Linked DNA regions of Mus musculus: all the other regions are linked to region 1. Evidence: chromatin contacts called from public HiChIP or PLAC-seq data. All regions are on one chromosome and are shown on one strand. The core of a region is the stretch at or near the end of the contact, and the rest is flanking DNA. Distances in the headings are between cores, read along the strand shown.

Region 1 (3,421 bases), core at 240-2,739:
AATTAAACCTGTTCAAGACTCGGTCTATTTTTAGAAATAGGGCATGAATATATTAAAATACATAGCAAACACATTAGTGTTGGGTGACTGGGATTTCTACGTGGGCTGGGGACCAGGCTGTGTAGGAGGCAGCTCTGGTTGTCAGAACTGCTACTGGGCCTAGCGGGTGGAACTCTAGAGCTGCTAACACCGCTCGCGCTCAGAATTCATACTTAAAACATAGTACTGCTAAACGCATGCCTACATGCACGCGTAAGCGAATGAATGAGAGATACTGGTGGTCTGGCCTGGCTAGAGGAGGGAGGACTCCTGTACGTTTCTGCAGGTGTGTGTTGCAGTTTAGAGAGTGTTGGTCCCTGTCGTTTTGAATGATGTCTCAGGCTGAGTGGAATATGCCATGCAAACAGGACCTCAGTGGTCTGCCAGTAAGACTTCCTCTCTTCAACTTGGGAGGTCCTCTGAGCAGTCCCATATTCAGCCCAGAATAAGGCAAAGAACTCCCGCGGGCGCCAGACTTTGCATGGAGTTTGAATAAGCGGTGGGTGGGCGGGTGGAGGGAAAACCGCTGCATGTGGGAGGGACCGAAGTGGAAGGGCGGTGGAGACCCACCAGAATCCTAGAGGGAGAGGTTAGACTTATCAGGGCGTGGTTAGACTTAAAGGGAGCTACATTCCTTCTGCGGCTGGTTTAGGATCTTTGAAAGGAAGGATAGGATCGGTTGATTGCTCCAGTGCAGGATTTAGGACCTATGGGATTAAGGTCTCGTAGGGGGCTGGTGGCTGTAGTACAAACTACGGAGAGAGAGGCCCTGGATTCCATTCTCTAGAACACACAAGCGCGCGCGCGCGCGCTCTCGAGATTAAAACCCTTTCAGAAAATTTGATTACAAATCTAGAGAATTTGTAGGGGTTAGGACTGGGAACAGAATAGAAAGTGAGATTGAAAATCTTTCCCCAGGAGGAGGCAGATGGTTTTGCAGGTAAAGACGCCTGGTGCCAAGCGTGGCTGCTTGAGTTCAGTCCCCGGAACTCGGAAGGTGGAAGGTAAGATCCTAGTCCTCCAAATTGTTCTCTAACCTCTACACCGCTCTGAGGCTCCAGGGTACTTACACACATACACGGAAACAATCAACCAGTCAAACAATAAACGTAAAATATTACAATTCTTTAGGGAATCCAAGGGTATTTGGTCTCTTAGGTAGGGGTCCAAAATCTCTGGGGATAGGGTTTAGAATCCTTTGGACAGGCTCATTACATCATGGGGGGCTTAAACGCACTAGTGGGGGAGGGGGACTGGGAATCTTGGGAGGGCGGGTCAAACCTTGGTGTCTGAGTAAGTCCTTCAAGGACTGGTTAGCGCCCTTGAGGACAGGGTTAGCAAAGAAATGCTGAAATTCTTTGGAGGTGAATTTAGAGCAGGAGACAAGAGAGCCAGAGTGGGAGTTAGGCTCTTAGAGGGCGGAGTCGGGGTATTTGGGGGCGGGGTTTGCATCACCCAGGGTGCGGCTAAGGCGCCCAGATGGCCAGTGAGCGCCACTGGGTTGCGGCTCCCAGCTTGCACTCCCCGCGGCGGCTCTCAGACGGGTGGGAGGGGACCAAAGTCGCCCGTGAAGGGGGCTCTGACCCGTTCCGAGCGCCAACGCAGCCTCTGTAGCCCGCAAGTCTTCGTCGCTTGCTCCGGGCTCTGAAGTCCGGGGCCACCAGGGGCCGCAGCGCTGGGGGGTCGGTCTAGCTGCGAGGATCCGGGCTGCCCACGAAGCGAAGGGCGGGCGCCCAGGTGAGTGCGGGGTGAGAGGGCGGGAATGGGACACACCCCCGTCCCCGAGAACGTGCAGACCTCGGGCTCCAGGGATCTGAGATCCTGGGCGAGCTGTGGGGGTGCCGAGGAAGGAAGAACCCGTCCTAGGAGCAACCGATCCCCGGCGGTGGGATGCGCAGTCTACGAAAGGTGGAGGGTACCCAGGTGGCCAGGTGAGGCGAATTGCCGCCACCCAGGGCGACCCTGGGATAGCCCTAGATAGAGGAAGCTCAGGCAGGGGAATGGCAGTGCTGAGCTGAGGCTTCTCTGTCTAACCAGGTTCCCCTTCTGCACACACACACACACACACACACACACACACCAAGAAGAAGAAGCTGGAGGGGAGGGAAAGGCCCGTTCAGTTCCCATTGATGGTGGGTGGGTGGCAGGTCACGCAGGTAGACAGCAGCCATGGCTAAAGGAACAGCCCGGCCAAGACAAGCCCATGCCTGCCACACCCAGGCCTGGCTATAGGTGTATATCTGAGTCCCCTCTTTTACATCTTCCCCTGCCTTCCCAGCTGAACCCCTAACAGGCGTACATCCAACTCCAGAACCTCTTACACAAAGACCACAATCTACCACCATCTCCTCTGTGTGACACTGGGGCATGTCACTGGCTACTCTCTGGATTCCAGCTTCCAACTCTGTAAAATGGGCTGTTTTACATTCATCTGAAGCTGAGTTGTCCAGAGAAGGGGAGCAGTGCTGCTGGGTACTGGAGAGAGAGCCTGGTTTGTCTGTGCCTCTGTTTGCATAGCTGCAGGATGGAGATGGTAAGAGGACAGGTTGAATGTTCCCTATCCAAACTACACCTGATCAGAGGGGTTTAGGATTTCCGAGTGTGGCAGAATTCTGTATGTCAAGTGCACAGCGAGGCATCCTGGAGTGAAAATTAGGTCTTAAAGAGACATTTGTGTATGTTACACGTGCTTCTGTATGTGTTCACTGGTTGGTGTGTACTCTGGGGTTCCTACACACGTGGAGGCCAGAGGACTCTATGTTGTTCTTCAAGCAAAGGCCACCTTGCTTTTGGAGACAGGGTCTATCATCGGCCTGGGGCTTTTGCTGGGTAGGTGAGGCCGGCTGATTAGTGGGTCCCAAGGGTCCTTCCTCCCAGCTGACTTTTTTCAGGAGTTCTGGGGGTTGTAACTCAGTTCCCCCTGTTTGCAAGGTACTCACTTTACCAACTGGGCTATCTTCCTGGCCCGAGATTTTCACACATTTCATTCTCATCCCTCAGAGATAACTAATGACACATTTTTAATGGCTCCTCCATTTTTACATCAATTGATAGCCTCAGATCAGGTGTGGACTTTCCCACTTGGACCATCCTGTCGGTGCCCAAAATGTCTCCGATTTTAGAGCATTTCGGATTTAGGCTTGTGGAAGTTCCCTTACTTTTGAAGGTGACATTAAACTGAAGGAAAGGGAGCCCAAGAGGTGACTCTGCATCTAAGAGCACTCACTGCTCTTTCCAAGGATGCTAGCTAAGTTCTCACCGATCGCTCACAACAACAGAAACACCTCACAGCTGCCTATAACTCTAGCTCCAGGGAATCTCATACCGTCTTTTGGGCTTGGTCTTGTAGGCACCTGCACACATGTGATCTCTCTCTCTCTCT
Region 2 (3,421 bases), core at 410-2,909, 480 kb after region 1:
TAACCCTTGTATGGAGCTGCCCCTGGCCTGACACCAAGGCCTCATGCCTACCAGTCCCCTGCTTCCTGGAGGCCCATCCTCCCCAGCTCCACCTTGCCACGCCCTGTCTCTTCGTCCACTTCAGGTCTCCCAGCAAAGCCCCAAGATCTAGAGTGGAGTCCTGGCCCCTCTCCGGGTCTCAGCTTCTCAGCCATGGGGAGGAGAAAGAGGAAGAGGAAAAAATGTGGGGAAGCAGCAAAATGCAGGGCCTGTCTCTGCACAGGAGCAATCGAGACAGGGACACACACACCCCCACCCCACCCCCGTGCGTGCGCGCTAGTAGCTTCCAAAGGGGAAAGCAGTCTCTTACAGTGGGACAGCTCGGCTTCAGTCCCATTCAACTGGAGGTTACCCGAGCTGGTCCAACCCAACTCAACCTGACCTGGGAGGGGGCCGAGAAGGAAGCTGAGCATCATGGGTACAAAGGTCGCAGCTCCACCGTCTCCTTGAGGTTTCAGCCAGGCAGCTGGCTGTGTCCACCCCACATTCTGGGGAGGGAAATAAGTATGGGAGGGTGACAGGGGACACTTTGAGGTGGTGGCCACCTCTGTGAGTGAGAGAGGCAGCTGCTCAGCCAAGAACTGGGGGCAGGGGCGCCTCCTGCGGCTAATTAAACTGAGCCGGTGATGAATCGGTAGAGGTTACAGCGTGCTAATTAAAGGTGCTGTATCTTGCCTGGCAAGGATGGAAGGCACCAGAAGCTCTGCAACCACAAGCAGGGCCAGGCCTGTGAGGCCTCCCACTGTGCAGGTTCTGGGTTGTCCTTCCCTTCTCCGCCCCTCCCCAGAGGGCCGGCCCCCTCCCCACTTCCCTATCTCTTCTGCCCACCTTGGGCCAGCCCTGCCTCCAACTTCCCCCGCCTTCCCACCACCCCAAATCCTCCCCAGATAAAGGCGAGCAGAGGCGAAGTAGAGCCTGTCGCCCTTAGCCTGAATCAGTGGTGGGTTCTGCGGGCGGGCGCTGTGTTGAGCCTCCGTGGAGCTCCTTTTAACCCCAATTCCTAATGTGTCACTGCTGAATTCAAGTGTAATAGGAACAAGGCCACCAAGACTTTTTTTTTTTTTTGAGACAGGGTTTCTCTGTGTAGCCCTGGCTGTCCTGGAATTCACTTTGTAGACCAGGCTGGCCTCGAACTCAGAAATCCTCCTGTTTTTGCCTCCCAAATGCTGGGATTAAAGGCGTGCACCACCATGCCCGGCTCGACTTCTAGAATCTTAACTACTTTTCTGTTTTGTTTTGTTTGGGGCTTTATTTCTATTAGAGAGACAGACAGACAGACAGACAGACAGACAGACAGGCAGGCAGGCAGGCAGACATGCAGAGAGTTAGTTCCCAAACACTCTAGCCTTAACAATACAGTCATGTCTGGGGAAAGTTAAACAAATGACCTCTGACCTTTGACCTTTGCACAGAGCAGGGAAAAAAGACTCCAAAGCACCCAGTCCTGCCCCAAGTTGGTTCCAGGCAGAGGTGTGGCTCAGTGGCTCCCCAGAGACTTGAGTTAGAGTCCAAGCCCGGCTCATTTGCCAATTATGTTAATTGGCAGGAGAAGCAGCTGCCCTGTGCCTTGACCTGTACCCCACCTGGAAGAGCCACTGAGACCGCAGCAAAGGAGACAACTCAGGTGAAACTAGTCCAGAGTCAGCTCCGACTGCTATGAGCCACTCTGACCTTCCAGCACCGGGATCATCTGGTTGGCCTGGCACCAGAACAATGCACCCCCACCCCCACCCCAAATCCAAAAGGCTGCAGCCTGTGTCCTGGAGAGGGTGATGAGAAGGGCAGGTGAGATAGCGCAGCTGGTTAAGAGCACTGACTGTTCTTCCAGGTGTTTTGAGTTCAATTCCCAGCAACCACATGGTGGCTCACAACCATCTGTAATGGGATCTGATGCCCTCTTCTGGGGTGTGTGACTGAAGACAGCTACAGTGTACTCATCTAAATATAAATAAATAAATAAATAAATAAATAAATAAATAAATAAATAAATAAATAAATAAATAAATAAATAAATAGCACTGGCTGTTCTACTGGAGTAAGTTAAGGTTCAACTCTTTTTTGTTTGTTTTGTTCTTTAGTTTTTGTTTTTGTTTGTTTGGGGTTTTTTGTTTTTGTTTTTTGTTTTTGTTTTTTGTTTTTTGTTTTTCGAGACAGGGTTTCTCTGTGTAGCCCTGGCTGTCCTGGAACTTACTCTGTAGACCAGGATGACCTCGAACTCAGAAATATGCCTGCCTCTGCCTCCCAAGTGCTGGGATCGAAGGTGTGCGCCACCACGCCCAGCTAAGGTTCAACTCTTAACACACAGTTCTGTTTAACTCGAATTCCAGGGAGACCCAATGCCCTGTTCTGATCAGCACACCAGACATGAGCATACATGCAGGAAGACCACTCATACACGTAAAATTCAATAAAATATTTCAAAGGATAAAATTTAGTTTGTTTTTTTTTTTTTTTAATTAAAAAGGTGACTGGCAGGATGGTGGCAGCATATGCCTCTAATCCCAACACTCCGGAGGCAGAAACAGGCAGATTTCTGAGCTGGAGACCAGCTTGGTCTACAGAGCAAATTCCAGGACACCCAGGGCTGACACAGGGAATCCTTGTCTCAAAAAACTAAAGACAAAATAGAGTGATTAGAGATGCTGAGTGGGGTGCTCATGAAGGGACTCTCCTGTGGAATGGGCTGCCGGATACAGAATTCAGCATTAGGCTTCACAAAGGAGACCAAGATGAACTTGGGACTCATTACTTCTCAGGGGACCCCAGTCTGGAATCAGAGAAAAAACAGTCACACATCTGGAGCTATGGGTCCAGGGTAGAGTGCTGGCTTGACATGTAGAAGGCCCTAGGCTCATCCCTAGCACCACAAAAGTGAACAAATTTAACTAAAAAGGAAAAGAAAAAAAAAATCCAGTGTAGAGACACACGATTATAATCTCAGCATCTGGTCGGCAGAGGCAAGGGGATAGGGGCTTCAGACCAGCCTTAGCTCCTTAGTAAGCTGAAGGCCAGTCTGAGCTGTAGTGACTCTGTCTCGACCCTCACCCAATGAAAGAACGCAGGCACAGGGAGGCTCTGGTGTCTCTATGCAAAGGCCTGAGTAGGAAGCGCTGCTGGTTTTGGAGGTCAGCTGCAAAACAGAAGGAAGGCAACTTTCTGACCTTGTTGGAGGGGGAAGCTGCTTTGTGGGTTCTGGGGGACACGGGCCTGATCACTCTAAGAAGCTCACAGACATCTGGAATTTCAGATACTGTGGTTTCAAGGACGGCAGGGTCCACAAATCCATTCATGTCTTTGAAGGGCTATGTTATCCCTCTTCATGGCCAGGCATACAGCTAGGATGAGAGCTTTTGCTGCTAAGTAACTCTGTGACGGAAGGAAT
Region 3 (3,421 bases), core at 425-2,924, 440 kb after region 1:
TTGGGGCTCAGCCAGACCCACACTCAATATCACCTCTACCTCCAAGCCCAAGTTTAGAGCAGAAGAAGAAGTAGGGAGGAAGATGGAGGGGGATAAACCGTGCAGAGGATGTGTGAGAACTGCATGGCTCTTTGGAACTCCCCTGTTCCTGTCTGACAGACCAGTAAAGTTGGACACTTTGTCCAGGGTCTCTGGGCCTCCAGAACCTCCAAGCCCCCATTCTGTCTTATCTTTGCTTGTCTGAGCTAGAAGGGGTTAAGTTTTGTGCTTGGCTCCTGCCTTGCTGTGGACCGTGGCTGGGACAGAACATCTGTCTGTTGCTATGGTTGCCGTACACTTGAAGGGGATGGCTGGATAATTATGGCAGTGCCGCCGAGTGAGGGAGCTGATGCCCGGAATTGGCTCGGACCCTTGCCCACACGGTGCAGCAGTAGCCTTGGGTAGATACTCTGGGCCATGGAGGAGTCAGAGAGAACCTCGTGGCCTTTGCACAATGAGCAGGCCTGGCTACAAGGGCCCTGGGGAAACCATGAGCTGGATAGACGCTGGTGGCCTTGGGCACCAGAGTGTGGGCAGCCAGCCTGCTGGCGTGGGGGAGGAGAACTCTGATAATTCCCTTGTGTTTCTGTGTGTCCTCCCCCTGGGGAGAAATCCTGCATTCTGTTCCTGGTCCCGCAAGTTCCTTGGAGCCCAGGGATAGCAAATGTGGACCGCCTCCATCCTGGTTTGATCTGCTTGCTTACTGGGTGACATGCCAGACCCTCGGGCTCTATGCATAGAGGACCTGGGTCTGTGTGGGACAGGACGTGTGGCTCCAGTCTGGCTCCTTGGATGGCTTGTGTGCATCCCAAGCTGCTGGATATTGGTCTGTATCACATGATAAGATCTGGGAACAGGCAGAGAGGCTTGTTAGCCTGAGGTTCACACCCACAGATGACTCTGAGACAGGGACTGAGCTTCTGTTGTGTCCCAGGTCAGCACCTCCAGATGTGAGACAAAAAAAAACCCTGTCCAGTCCCCAAGGTCACCCCTAAACTTCCTGGCTCTTCTCCATGACACTGCCCCCTCCTCCTGGTGATTTCTCTCTTCTCCTCCCACCTGCCTCCCTCACCGACCGACCGATCAGTCACCACAGAGCTAGGCACAAGCCAAGCAATCTTTTGTGCATCCTCTCTGTGTAGCTGCAAGGAGGGGCCTACAGGACCGGCTGCCTTCAGTCTTTCTCACCACTTTGGCAGAGAGATTCTAGAGACCCAGAGCAAGGAGTGATCTTCCTATCTTTCTCTGCTGGCAAGAAGTCCAGCCTGGTGGTGCCAAGTGGGGCCACCCTGGGACTCCCTGAACTCCTTCTCTGACTCCCTGCCCTGCCTGCCCTTAAAGGTGACCTCTGAAAGCCAAGAGAAATCCTGACTCCTCGGATCTGCACACATACAATGTTAACTCACACACAATCACAGCCGAATCTACTCCGCATGCTCAGCCAGGCCCTGTGTCTGATTCAGTAAAGCTCGGTCCAGAATCTGCCCATCCAGGGACCCAGGGACACCTGCTACCACCAGTGTACACAATCCTGAATTAGACACTATAGATTCAAGCCCCTTCTAGCTGCCAGCACTTCCCAGAGGCCTGAGATAGACAGGGCAGGGGCCACGCCCTCGAGGCACAGTTGAGGAAATGAGAGCACTCCAAGATTAGGGGACGTTCAAGGACACACAGCTATGTCCCATGAGGGGCAGGCCCTGGTGCCTGGAACTGCCGTACCTCACACAGAAGGCTGCCTGCCCGGCGTGGGATGGCTTTGGCCTTGATAGATGGTCACAGTCTGCACTCCTCAGGGCCTGGCAAACTGAATACTGGTCACCCCAGCTCAGGGGCTGCACAATTGGGTCATACCGCTCCGTGTGGGCTCCAGGCAAGCTCTCAGTGTGGTGTGGCTCCCAGGCTTTCTTGGTAGGTTGGAACCGTTCTGTCTAAGCTAGGGGAGACACCAGGCCTACCCAGTCCCTATTCCTCAGGGACTGTGGGCTGGACAAGAAGGCCCAAGTCCTCTTTAAAGGGACAGACTTCAGCCACAGCCCAACTCCACACACTGAAGGAGGTGCTGTGGGCATGAATCAGCATCCCAGGGCCCTTAGACCATTACAGATGCATGTCTCCAGGCCGTCCCTTTTGTAGTCATGGGGATGGGTGGGTAGGGACCAGACAGAATTATCTGTAAGGAAGGACTGATGCCCAGCAGGACCTCCTTGGAGATCTGCAGGAATCAGGAGTAGCTTTCTGATACTTGCCAAAAGGCCTGCAGTAGAAGATTCTAGGCTCTTTTATGCCAGACATGATTCTTCTATTGAGCCTTGAGCCGATTTGGGTCACTTGGGGTGACGGTCCAACCTCAGTGAAGTGTGAATGCCAACCCTAATGTGCTCCTTATGCCCCTGACAGTCCCCCACTTTGAGTCGCTCTCTGAGGGCAGGGTAAAGACTTGGGATATACATTATGGGGCTGGAGAGATGGTTCAGCTGTTAAGACCACATGCTGCTTTTGCAGAGGACACAGGTTCAGTTCTTAGCACCCACACGACAGCTCATAACTGCCTGTAACTCTAGTTCCAGAGGACCCAATGCCCTGGGCATTCTACACATTTGGTACACAGATATACATGTAGGCACATCACCCATATAGTAGATAGATACATACATACATATATAGACACATAGATAGATACATAGATACATAGATACATAGATAGATACATAGATGGATACATAGATGGATACATAGATGGACGGACAGATGTATTGGTAGATAGATATTTTTAAAATACCCCTATTCCTACCCCCTCGGTTTCCCCTGGAACATCTTCCTTTCAACCAGTCTCTCAAAATAGAGATCATGAACCTTATCTCCCAACATCCCCATCTCTTCCAGCCCTACCACTGATCAACCAGCCCATGCTACACGCCCACCAAGGAGACTTGGCCCACTAACCAAGCCCTGTAACCAGGCTTCCTAAGATATCCATTCCAGCAGCTCAGCATCCAAATCCTCAAGGCGGCCCTCAGGACCCTCGCCTGGACCAGGCCCCACTATGTGCGCCTTTACACCACCCGTACCTCTCCAGTATTACCACAGGTATTTGTAGGTGGCAGCCACCATCTGTCCCTTGCTGTGTGGACCTGTACAAGCCCAGACCCTGTCTGTCTCATTCTCATTAGATCCCTGAAAACCAGCACGCAGGTAGACTTACAGTCGGACACAGTGAGTGTTGACTGAACAAATGAGTAGATGGGTAGATTGAAACAGAATCAGGAACCAGAAGGTGGAGGCTGAGGTGAAATGTGTCATCCCTGGGTGACTTGATCCAGTGAAGGTAGAATCTAGGAGGAATCGGAAGGCAGGGAGGAGGAACTGTTGGGTGTCCAGA
Region 4 (3,421 bases), core at 583-3,082, 420 kb after region 1:
CCTCCCTCGCGGTCCCCTCACCCCGCGGGCCCGGCCCGGGCGGCCGCCGGAGGGGGAGGGGACAAGTGCACTTTTCGTAACGACCGAATCAATTGTGTGTGAAGAGCCCGCTCCGGCCGGGGACAGGGCTGAGCGCGGGGCGGGCGCGCCGGACGGGGGAGGAGCGCGGAGGGGGGAGCGGGGGAACAGGGAGGAGGGAGGCCGGCGCGGGGCGGCCGGGCTCTAGTGCTCCGGCCGGGCGAGGCCAGGGAGGGGCGGCGGGGAGGAGAGCTAGGCTGGCCCGACCGGGCCGGGGACCGAACACACTACCCGAAGGTCTGGGCAACGGAAAGTTCAAAGCTCAGCAGCGCCCCGAGAGCAGCCGCCCCCCCCCAGCCCCCACCCTCTGCAGAACAATGAGGTCCCGGAGGGGGGAGCCGCGGGGCCCAAGCCTCACGCCCTCTCGGGGCGCCCCGAACCGAAGGGGATGCCCCCGCCCGGCCACTGGCCACCAGCCTCCTTTCCCGGGGCTGCGGTTACCCGCCCCCCTCCCCAGCGCCAACCGGGCCAGCCTGAGAGACGGGGGAGGGGAGGGGATGAATAGGTCATGCCGCCCCCGTCCCAGGGTGGGGGGAGCGCGGGGCCCGGGGGGCGGCGGGGACGCCCCACCCACCCTTGGGAGGCTGCTCCTGCGCCAGGCTGCGGCTCTGGCTGCCCCTCCCCGGGCCAGTGCCGGGTGGGGTCGGGGCGACAGTGCCAGGGCTAGCCCCCTCCCCTAGTGCGGGGAGGCCCAGTGGACTCCCCGTCCCGCCGCTGCCCCTGCCTCCCCACCCCCGCAGCACCACCCTACACACACACACATAGATACACGCGCGCGCGCACACACACACACACACACACACGCACACACACACCGCCCAGCCGGCCCGGGGGCGGGAGCGCGAGGCGCCCGGGACAGGCGGCCTCCGGGCGGGAGGGGGGGAGGCTGGAGCTCCGTAGCAGCCGCCTGCTGGCTGGGGGGAAAGGGGGAGGGGAGGGGACGAGAGGACAGAACACGCTGGGGTGAGCAGCCCGGGACAGCCCGCCCGTCACGGCCATGGCCCGATCAGCGGCGCAGAGGGGGCAGGGACGCCCCAAACCCCGAGCGCTGCCCGGGCGGGCCAGGGAGGGCTAGTGAGCAGGGACACGCACGCCCCGGGTGGGCTAGACACACGGACAACCCCAGAAACACACCATTCGGACACACATCCACACCCCCACCCCGCCCCCGCCCTCCCCAATCCCGGCCACGGGACTAGCCCGCGGCCGCCGCGCGCGCACTCACCGAGCCCGTCTTGACCGGCACATACACCACTTGGCCCATCTTGGGTTCCCGGCCGCTGCCCAGGCGGAAGCCCTTGGAGCGCACCCAGAACTGGAACTTGCCTTTCTCGCCCGCCGCCGGGCCGCTGCCCGCGCCGGTCCCGCCGCCACCCTGCAGGACCTCGGCGATCCGCTGGTATTTGCTGCGTGTCACTGTCTTGGTTTTAGCCGAGTCGCCGTAGGTGCGCAGGCACCAGTCCCGGAACTGGCGGCCCAGCTCCGAGTCCCCGGGGCTGCGCTCGCGCTCCCAGCCCCCGCGCAGCAGCAGCGTCGGCTTCGGCATCCTCCCGCCGCGCCCGGCGCCCTCGGGGGCGGGCCGGCCACCGGGCCGCCCGGTGCTGGAACTGGGCTGGGCTGGGCCGGGCTGGGCAGGGGCGCGCCGCGGCCCGGGCTGTCCCGCGGTGTGGCTCTGGCGCGGCTGCTGGATGGGCGCGGGCGGCGGCCGGACGCGCGGGGCTGCGGCGCGCTCTGTCCTGCTCGGGCGGCGGCGGCGGCGGCGGCGGCGTTGGCGGCGGCGGCTCCGACTCGCCTCCTGCTCCGCCTCCTCCTCCCCCCGGCCGGGATGCAGGAGAGATGGAGGCAGCTCCGGGCCCGGAGGTGCAGAGGGGGCGGGCCGCCCCGCGGGCGGCCAGGGGAGGCGGGAGGCGGGGAGCGGCCCCGGGCACGGGGAGCGAGACCGAGCCTGGGCGCGGGCGGCAGCGGTGGCTGTCAGCTTGCGCGGCTCATCCTGCTCCTGCTCTGGCTCCGGCTGGGGCTCCCGCTGCTGCTGCTCTTCCTCCTCCTCCTCCTCCTCCTCCCGCGCCCGCCTCCACCACGCCGCGGGATCCCACCTGTTAGAGCGGCGCAGGCTGCGCCGCCGCCCGCCCCCCTCCCTCCCGCGCCCGCGCGCCCAGCCCCGCCCGGCCCGGCCCCTGGGGGCGCGGGGGCTGCTGCACCCGCAGCGGCCGGGAGGGCAGCAGCGGCAGGCGCGCGGTACCCAGCTAGGGATCGTGTTCCATCCGGCTGGTTCGGCCCACAGCCTGGAAGGCCGCACTCTGTCGGGACGGGCTGACTGTCCCGCAGGCAGTAGGGCACAGATCATAGCCCAGACACTGGCGTCCCCAGCCTCCCCGATTGGGTCGTCTTAGCCGAGGTAGCCCAACCCTGGCGGTGTGGGACAGGCTCCTCTCCTCACTCCTGCAATTGGCCTGACCGCTCTGGTGTCAGTATGGGTGCCAGAATAGGAATGTTCCCCCGGGGGGGGGACCCCAAGCCACCACCCTTTGGACCCCCAAACTTTCTCTCCTTCCACCTCATCTGAATTCCCCCAAGATTGGCCGGCCTTGCCTTAGTGTAGGTGGGGGTGGGTAGCCCCAGGCCCTATAGAAGTCACCTTGTCCGGTGGCCTTCCTGGTGCCAACCTCACTGAGCCTCTGAAGACCTTGAACACACCCACAAACCCATTCTGAGAAGCCTGACCTTCCCGGATGCACCTTGGCCTAGAATCCCTTGGAGAATAAACTTAGTGATCTCACACCCCCTCCCACCTGAGCAGATCTGACCAGTGTAGAACTTCCTCCTCCCCTATGAATTATAAGCATAAATAAAGGTTCAAGTCAATCCTCGAAGATTTCTGCCTTCCTTTCTTATCAGGGCATAAGAAATTACTGCATTATCCTTTCTGCTGTCCCCTGGCGGCCACCCCCATGTCATCAGGCCACTCTTACAGACACATTATCACTCAAGAGTTGAGTCCCAGAACAGGATCATTTTCTGCCTAAGAACTCCAAGGTGCCCATACCCGAGTCATTGAGACAATTGTGTGCCAGGCCCTGGCAGCTGTGAAGCCATCCCCATCTTAGAGAAGGGGGCCTCGGGATTCGAGAGGTGGCCTGATCTACTCAAGGTCATGAGAAAGAGGGAGATGGGGTGTGAGTTTCGGCTCAGTTCTGCCTGACACCCGCTACCATTTCACACATATGCCTCCCCTCTCAGGTGGGAGCTACAGCTCGCTCCCCACACCCCTCCAGCCAGAGTCTCCAGATGCTCAGGGCCCATATCTGACTCATCCCTGAATTTCCCGGCCCTGGTACAGCATCTG

The links. HiChIP or PLAC-seq counts read pairs in DNA pulled down with a chosen protein or histone mark.
Region 2: an H3K27ac HiChIP or PLAC-seq map of embryonic stem cells shows a contact between it and region 1, with 2.5 times the contacts expected there. The contact joins the enhancer-like site here to the promoter of Hck in region 1. A contact is called at or near these places in 4 of 39 promoter capture datasets (embryonic stem cells, liver and stem cell-derived epiblast-like cells) and 3 of 115 datasets of contacts at active chromatin or transcription factors (embryonic stem cells and fibro-adipogenic progenitors).
Region 3: an H3K4me3 HiChIP or PLAC-seq map of embryonic stem cells shows a contact between it and region 1, with 17 read pairs. The contact joins the enhancer-like site here to the promoter of Hck in region 1. A contact is called at or near these places in 5 of 115 datasets of contacts at active chromatin or transcription factors (bone marrow-derived macrophages, embryonic stem cells, large pre-B cells and 1 more).
Region 4: an H3K4me3 HiChIP or PLAC-seq map of embryonic stem cells shows a contact between it and region 1, with 10 read pairs. The contact joins the promoter of Nol4l here to the promoter of Hck in region 1. A contact is called at or near these places in 4 of 39 promoter capture datasets (the 3T3-L1 cell line, embryonic stem cells, liver and 1 more), 1 of 484 Hi-C or Micro-C datasets (embryonic stem cells) and 4 of 115 datasets of contacts at active chromatin or transcription factors (embryonic stem cells and memory CD8 T cells).

The regions. Positions count from the first base shown.
Region 1 is chr2:153,106,979-153,110,399 of GRCm38.p6, forward strand. It overlaps Hck (hemopoietic cell kinase), which reads left to right and starts at 1,490. Exons shown (of 13, transcript NM_010407.4): 1 at 1,490-1,776. The coding sequence starts at 1,715.
Region 2 is chr2:153,583,007-153,586,427 of GRCm38.p6, forward strand. No RefSeq gene overlaps it. Among named protein-coding and RNA genes, the nearest start is that of Commd7, 48 kb to the right of the region's middle. Within about 2 kb of position 1,660, at least 42 of the 459 cell types and tissues checked have an H3K27ac peak or open chromatin away from gene starts, as enhancers often do. A contact at or near this core is called in embryonic stem cells, where this site is marked.
Region 3 is chr2:153,547,962-153,551,382 of GRCm38.p6, forward strand. No RefSeq gene overlaps it. Among named protein-coding and RNA genes, the nearest start is that of Nol4l, 20 kb to the left of the region's middle. Within about 2 kb of position 1,675, at least 54 of the 459 cell types and tissues checked have an H3K27ac peak or open chromatin away from gene starts, as enhancers often do. A contact at or near this core is called in bone marrow-derived macrophages and embryonic stem cells, where this site is marked.
Region 4 is chr2:153,528,139-153,531,559 of GRCm38.p6, forward strand. Nol4l (nucleolar protein 4-like) reads right to left here and starts at 1,833. Exons shown (of 11, transcript NM_001134300.2): 1 at 1,304-1,833. The coding sequence starts at 1,624.